Linked DNA regions of Canis lupus: region 1 is linked to region 2. A link is a contact called in public Hi-C data. All regions are on one chromosome and are shown on one strand. Each heading gives the region's core, a stretch centred on a gene start, on an enhancer-like site or on the middle of the called end of the contact. The rest is flanking DNA. Distances are from core to core; before and after follow the strand shown. Region 1 holds the start of DCBLD2 (discoidin, CUB and LCCL domain-containing protein 2). Region 2 holds the start of CLDND1 (claudin domain-containing protein 1).

Evidence for each region. Hi-C and Micro-C count contacts between places; a contact is called where the count stands out from the background.
Region 1: a Hi-C map of blood shows a contact between it and region 2, with 2.3 times the contacts expected there. The contact joins the promoter of DCBLD2 here to the promoter of CLDND1 in region 2. A contact is called at or near these places in 2 of 9 Hi-C or Micro-C datasets (both in blood).

What each region holds. Positions count from the first base shown.
Region 1 is chr33:6,063,543-6,067,412 of UU_Cfam_GSD_1.0, forward strand. It overlaps DCBLD2 (discoidin, CUB and LCCL domain-containing protein 2), which reads right to left and starts at 1,645. Exons shown (of 17, transcript XM_038582558.1): 1 at 1,576-1,645. The coding sequence starts at 1,642.
Region 2 is chr33:5,742,683-5,746,465 of UU_Cfam_GSD_1.0, forward strand. CLDND1 (claudin domain-containing protein 1) reads right to left here and starts at 1,674. Exons shown (of 5, transcript XM_038582554.1): 1 at 1,517-1,674; 2 at 96-405. The coding sequence starts at 387. It overlaps GPR15 (G-protein coupled receptor 15), which reads left to right. Exons shown (of 4, transcript XM_038582550.1): 3 at 3,593-3,698.

The sequences.
Region 1 (3,870 bases), core at 395-2,894, 320 kb after region 2:
AAAAAGATTTTTTTAAAAACATGATAGAAACACTCTCACCCTAGAAATAAGCAAAACTGAATATTCTGCTTAGGTAGCTACATTCCTTTCTGTATCAAGGAATAGATTATTCTGTTTATGTAGTTACATTCCTTTCTGTACTTTATATTTTTTGTGTCTCAGTTCCTTTCTGTTTGAAATGGGATAAGGCGATTTATCTCAGGTGGGTATGGTAAGGATTAAGTGTCTTAATACAGAGAAACCACTTAGCATTGTGCCCGCCTGCCACAAAGTTAAGTCCCAATTAGCGCTGGTCGTATATAAGCCTTCCTGGTTTTTTTTTTTTTTTTCCTCCTCCTACTAGAAGGAAAATATAAGCATACACTCGAAAACTTCAGTTGGGGGTAAGGATTCAACATTTTAATTTAGTAAATGCTGCTGTTTAAGAATTTATTTAAGAAGACGATCTAACTAAAAACCTGAACGCTAAGCCTCTACATTTTAAGTTAGACATGTAGGAATGTGCCTAGAACAAAAAGAAGTCAGTTTGCAAAATATATTTCTCTTTATTGTTAGATTATACTTCCACATGCCTGTCAAAGTTTCAGCATCTTCATAATGACAGGCTTATGGCCATGATTCCACACTTTACTGAAAACCATTCGAGAGCAACATTTAAGCTGGACTTAAACATGGAGATCAACTTAAAAATCTTCCCAGCAATAAGTAACAAACCAAGCCATATCCTTCTCACTGCAGTAAAAACGGAAATGCAATGGAAAAATGTGTTCAATAACTGATGCCAAACTGATTAAAACATTGCGGTTCGCTGCCTGAAAATAGTACTAAAGGGTGTGGGGGGGGGGGGTAGGAATGGGCCCTGCATTCTCTTTCCATTATGATCATTATTCAATAAGTTTTGCTCGATTCTGAAATAGGTATTTCAAGGTCTGTAGGGGAAAGAAAGTTTTGTCACTTTCTGAAAGGGCTCCTTACCCTTGTAACTCGGAGTGCTCCATCTGGGAGCACAGCTCGTAGGCGGGGCACCCAGGCCGCCCAGCCCACCAGGGGTCACAGAAGGGGCCTTGAACCGCAAGGCCCGAGCCCAAGGCTCAAAGCTACCCACAGTCAGGGCCATTCGCGTGTGAACCTGAGCATTTCCACGAAAGAGAAGTGTCGCCAGTTGCCTTCAATTAGTTTAAGACGCTCTTTAATTATCTTGCCCTCCTGGGCTCTCCATCATCTTAGCCTAACTTTCGGGAATCACGCCTCCAAAACTTCTCTTTTTCCTCCCAAAGGTTCCCCCGAGAAGAATCCACTACCAAGAGGGAGGCCTTCCTAGCCGGGTCTCGCTTCTCTCTTTTCAGGAAAGCCAGAGGCTTTGTCAAAAAGTAAAGGCGCGCCAGGTGTGTGGGGGGGGGGGGGGGCACAGGCAGAGCCCACCTTTGCAGCTGAAGCCCGCGAGGGGAGGGTCCGGCCGGGTGCCGCCCGGTCCCGCGAGGTCCCACCGGGTCCCAGGCACCCCCCCCCCCCCCCCGTGCATCTGCACCTCCGGCTCACGTCCCGGGGCCCCGCACCCTCCCGGGCCCCGCTCACCTTGCTGGGCTCCGGCGTCCTCGAGGAGCAGGACCAGGATAAGGAGCAGCAGGAGGGACAGAGGCATGGGGGAGGAGGAGGAGGGGGGGAGGAGGAGGAGGAGAGGGAGGAGGAGGAGGAGGAGGAGGAGGAGGAGGAGGGGAGGAGGAGCAGCCGCCGCCGCGGGGAGGGAGAGGGCGGGAGAGGGGGAGCGCGGCCCGGGCGGGGGCGGGGGCGGCGGCGGCCGCGGCCCGCAGTCGCGGAGCGGGAGGGCTGAGCCCGGCTCTCAGCGGCGCCCCGCTCCCCATCGCGGCGGCCGGCGGTCCGCCTGCATAGTGCGGGCGCCCGGGGCGAGGCGGCGGCGGCGGCGGCGGCGGCGGCGGGAGAGCGAGCGGCGGCCGCGCTGAGCCCCGCGCCGGGACCCCGTCCGCCCCGCGCGCCGCTCTCGCCGCTCTCGCCGCTCTCGCCGCCCGCTCAGGTCCTGCCCTCGCTCCCCCTCCCCGAGACCCCAGAGCGGGGCGCGGCGGGAGAGCGAAGGGAGCGGGGCGCTGGAGCCGCGGCGGGCGGCTGCGCGGGAGCCGGGCTCGCGCCTCCCGCCCCGCGGTCCTCCGCCGGCCCGGCTCGCGGCACACGCCCGGGCTCCGAGGGGCTGGCTGGCAGGCCGGCCGCCCGCTCCCTCGCGCTCCCTCCGGCGCGCACTGGCCACGCCCCCGGCCCGCCGCGGCCAATCGGCGGCCGGCTCCGGCGCGTCTCCCTCCGCGCCCTCCAATCGGCGCGCTCCGTCCGCGGGCGGCCCGTTAGCTCCCCGGCCCTCTCCCGGGGCTGGGCCGCCCCCCGTCGCTCGGCTCCAATCGCCTGCAGCCCACGGAGGCGTCGCCCCGCCCCCGCCCGGGCCCCGCCCCCGGCCCCGCCCCGCCCCGCCCGCCCCCCCCGGCCCGGCGCGCGCGCCGCTCATTGTTGGGCCCGCAGCCCGAGCCGCTCCGGCCGCCGCGGCCGCCCGCCCTCGCCGGGCCTTCCGGGCTGCCCCGCCCGCCTCGCTCCTCCCCGCCGCGCATCAGGCCACCGCGAGGGGTGGGCGCCCAGGCTCCTGGAGGCTCGTCGCTGGGGCCTGCGCCTGAGAAACCTTTTACAGGAAAAAAAAAAAAAAAAAAAAAAAAAGCAGAGCGTGTGTGGCGTTTGTTTTTTTTTGTTTGTTTTTAAATGAAAACTACAGCCGATTGCTGCAGCAACTCCGAGTTAAATTTTTAAAAAAATACAGGGTTCAATTCAAAAAAATATGTATTTCTTTTTTCCTATGCCTTCCACTATTTTACTCTACTGGGAGCAGGACAAAAAAAACAAAACCACATATAGCACGATCCATGCCCCCACAGCAGTTTAAACCTAACATCCCAGCATTCGTTCAGCCATTCTTCCAAGAGGTGTTGAGCACCTGCTATGCGCTTGCAAGCCCTATGCTGACACTTGTGGGATTAACAGCCCTAATACAGAAATCCTCCAGGATCTAGTGTTGGTAGAGAGGGAAATACATCGTGAAAGTCAGGATGCAACAAATGCTCGTGAGAGATGGAAACTGTGGGTAAATGCAAGGACAAGGACAACTGGTTTGGTGGGGGAGGGAAATCCTCAGGACGAGGCAGCGATTGGTTTTATTTTATTTTTTTAAGATTTTATGTATTTATTAGAGAGAGAGGCAGAGACACAGGCAGAGGGAGAAGCAGGCCTCACCCAGGGAGCCCGATGTGGGACTCGATCCCGGGACCCCAGGATCAGGCCCTGGGCTGCAGGCGGCGCTAAACCGTTGGCCCACCGGGGCTGCCCCAGCGATTGGTTTTAGGAGAAAGGTGCCATCCAAAATGTTTTTAACATGGGCCCCTAAGAAGAGGATGGTGTCATCCACAAATACAGAAAACTGGAAAGGTGGATTGGGTTGTGCAGGCAAGTGAAGTAATTTCGGACGTACTGAATTTGAGAGGCTCACTCAGCTGCTAGTATTTGAAACAGGTGGACATTTTGGTCCAAAGTTTAGGTTGAGGAGTACCTTGAAGTCATGGGTGAGAGTAATAAACGGATGTGATACTCAAAACCATGGAAGGGACTAGTACCTTCAAATGAAAAGCTAAGAATTGGAAAGGACTCTGGAGGTCATTCTGTTCAACTCCACTATAAAGCCCTCATGCATTCAACTCTTCTACCAAGTTTATCCAATAAGCAATTTTGGAATGTCTGTTGGACCCTACTGTGGTATGGGACTCATGTAGGCACTGGATATAAATTTCAGTAGGAGGAGCCTACATTTTGTGGAGGAAGTGAACA
Region 2 (3,783 bases), core at 424-2,923:
ACCCACAAACCTGCTTATACATAAGTGGGTCATCATCACATCACTGTTTATTTTTGAGTAGGTGAAATAGACAGAAGTTAAAATAAGAGAAATACCTGTCCTTTCTGGTGGGCTATACCAGTATGTGTTTTGAGGTATAGTGATACACCGTCTCCACAATCCCATGGTGCCATTAAATCGGAAAAGTGCATCATTGTAAGTCTTTTCATCTGCCTCGTCACTGGCAAAGTCGGTCCAGATGCTTTTGTTCAAATCACTGGAGTTTTCTTGAACCGGACTCCGATATTCATACCAGAAGTCTGTGCCAATGGAGGCTGCCATGTAGATGGTGGAAATGAGGCTAAGCACACAAGCAATTACAAATGCTGTAGCAAAACGGTTATCCATTCTGGCATTCAGACTGCTCTGTTTGAAAGTTGGAGAAAGAAGAAAGTCAGACTTCGAGGACGAATACAGATTATTCTGGAACGAATTCTCTCAAAATCGCCCTTTATCCTGTTCCCCACCCCTTGGCCCTTAAAGCAACGCGCAGTCATTAAGGAATAAAAATAAATAAGGGCAAGCATGTTCTTAAGTTCAAAATAAAAGCTCATTATCACGAAAGTACTTATTCGATGCTCACATACCCAGGATGCTACGGAGACAGAGGTCTTGTTCTCTAGTCTATCACCTGCACACTAAAACAGACAACACTGAAATGGACATACACATTACGGGCACGAACAACACACATGCTCAGGGTCAGGGGGCGCCGGACACCAGGTCTTCGCGACAGTCTGAATTTTCATTCAAGCTGCAGAGCATTGAGGGGTTCTCTCGGGCTTGGAGTGTGGGGAAGCAGAGAAACTGGCTCCTCCCAGATTCCTCCGAGGAGGAAAACCTCCGACGAGGTGGAGAGTCTGGAGCGGTTTGGCAGAGCGCTGAGGGCTGCGAGGCTGCGGGGCTGCGGGGCTGCGGGCAAGGCTGGGCCGCCTGCAGCTCCCGGGGCGCCGCCGGGTCTCCGCCCCCCGCCCCCCCCCGCCCCCCACACTCTCGCATCTCCGCATCCGCAAACTGAAAGATCCCTCCTCAGCCGGAAAGAAAACTGAATCCGGCAAAACGAGCGCGCTCGGGGCGCACGGGCCGCGCCGGACCCTCGGGGCGCACGGGCCGCCTCGCCCCTGCGGCCGCAGCGCTCGCAGGCGGCGGGGCCTCCGCTCCCGAAGTTGCTCCCGGGTTCTCCCGGCCCCGGCCCCGTCCATCCCGGGGCCCTCCGTGACCTCCGGAGGTGCCGGCACCCAGGGCGGCCGGCTGCCCGGGCCCGGGCCGGACACCCGGCGCCGTCTCCGCGCAGGTCGCGGCCGGGTCGCGGCCGGGTCACGGCAGGTCGCGGCCAGGTCGCGGCCAGGGCCCGGGGCGCCAGGCCCCTCCCCAGACCGCCCGGCCCGAGGGCAAGCCCGCCGCGGCGCGGGACCCGCCCCTCCTCCGAGCGCCGCCAACGCCCGCCGACCCGGCGACGCCGACCCCGCTCACTCACCGCCCATCCTCGGGCCCCGCCAGCTTCCCCCTCCGGCTCAGACCACAGCGCCCTACTCTCCCCGCGCCTTCTCTGACGCACTTCCCTGCAGATCCCGCCCCCTCCATAACTCCCGCGCCTCCGCCTCCGCCTCCAGCCGACGCCGGGCCGGGCCCCGAGGCCCAGGGGGCTTGTGGGAGTTGTAGGAGGGACGGACGCAGAGCTGTGGGACGCGGCGGCCCGCATGGCTGGCGCCGCGCGGTGCACTGTGGGGGTTGTAGTCCCCTGCGGAGGGAAGGCGGGGGCCCCGGAGCGCGCCGCAGCGCTGGTGGAATCGTGTGTTCTTTTCTTTTTATTTATTTATTTTTATTATTAATGAAGAGAGAAAGAGAGAGAGAGAGAGGCAGAGACACAGGCGGAGGGAGAAGCAAGCAGGCTCCATGCGGGGAGCCCGACGTGGGACTCGATCCCAGGTCCTGGGCCGAAGGCGGGCGCTCCACCGCCGAGCCCCCCCACCCCACCCCCGGGCGTCCCTGGCACCGTATTTTCTAGGAAGGAAGGAACACGGCTCCGCCGACCGAGACGACCTGTCCCTGGCCACCGCCAGTCACTGCGTGCCACTGACAAAACAGGTTTCCCAGTCCTGTGCTCTCCCTTGTCGCACACCCTACCTCTAACCGTGTCAACAGCAATAAGGTTACACTCTTGAAATATCAGCCTATTTATGTTCTCTCCCCGTTGAGGCAGATAGTCTTTCTGGTTTTACTGCTGAAGTGTAGACTGGGAGGGATGTGACTTGACGGGGCCCGCCTAGAATGGAACGACGTTGTTTGGATTTCGCCTGACTGACGTTAGTGGCTGCCTTCTCTTTGTGGCAAGTGATACTGGTTTTTCTATTTCATGTAGTAAAGTTTCATTTTAAACTCAATTCCAGTGAAATTCAAGTGTTAAGTTATAATACTGACGATGCCAGATATGTCAAAAAATACCTGAATTTAAGAAATTGTTTAGGTAGTGTGAAAAAGACTGAATTTGGGGGAATGCGGCCTTAAGCAAAAAAGGTCACAGACAGCCTCAGAATTTGCAGATGGCCATGCGTTCACGGCAGTAACAGAATGACTCTAAGCCTCCAAGTATTGCACAGAAATTCATTGACAGAAAGCAGAGACATCTTCGCCATAATGTGTGTGGACCCCTGAACATGACCGAGGGCGGGTAAATGATGGATTTCTCAACAGATACCTACAGAGACAGCTAACTCAAGGACCAGAAAAGCTCTCAGACCTGAGCCATCCCCAAATGCCTTGCAATTCATCTCAAAGTTGATATTAAATTCCTACCATCCTGACAGATGGTATCTGTTTCTCTGGAATTATATTTCTTTTGCCTGAGTTGGCCAACTGATATTCATATCCAGGTCATAAATAAAATAAAGTAATAGCCAAATACAATATTAAAATATAACTGGATTTTCATGTAGAATGCCTGATCAGAGGAGAACTTTGTCAGACGCACCAACTAGAGAAAGTGGTGGAGGTACGTAGGCAAAGTATTTATGTGCAATTTGATTCTTCCCAAATTTGTTTATATACCAGGAAATATCTTTGTCCATTGGCCTCCATTAGAAATCCCCTACCTTCAGAACTATCTCTCTGGTGAAATCACATGGTAAATAAACCCAGGTAAAAGGGAAGTCTGAAAGAGGAAGAGGAAGATAACACCTCGATTCATAGTCAGGGAAGCTGAGCCCAGGGTGAATAACTGACTTGAATGATGAGGTGCACTGACTAGGTTTGTGATGTTAGACAACTTAGCTAACCTCTTAAATCTCAATTTTCTTTTCTCCAAAATATGAATGCTGATAATACCCCCTTTCCCAAATGACCATGGTGAGGATTAAATGAAAAAAATGCATATAAAATGTCCAAACCCAGGGCCTAGGGCATAGTTAACAATCATTAAATTCTTAGTGTTTGCAAATATTTGTTGACTATAAAGTTTGGTGAGGGTCATTATAAACAGCATCTAAAAGCCTCTGATTCTCCCTAGAAGCTGGAAATAAGCCATTAATAGAGGTACATGTTCTGCTCACTTCAGCAGGTTTTTGAACCTCTGGACTAACTGCAGTTGACTAGGAAAGACTTGCCACGACCAGATTCCCGGGCTGGGCTCATAGCATACATAACTCTTCATGATTCAGGAGGTAGGTGTTTCTGGGGAAACCTGTAAAGGAAGATGCCACTTTTATCCATCAAGTTTGCAGAATGTGTAGAGAACAAGGACATATT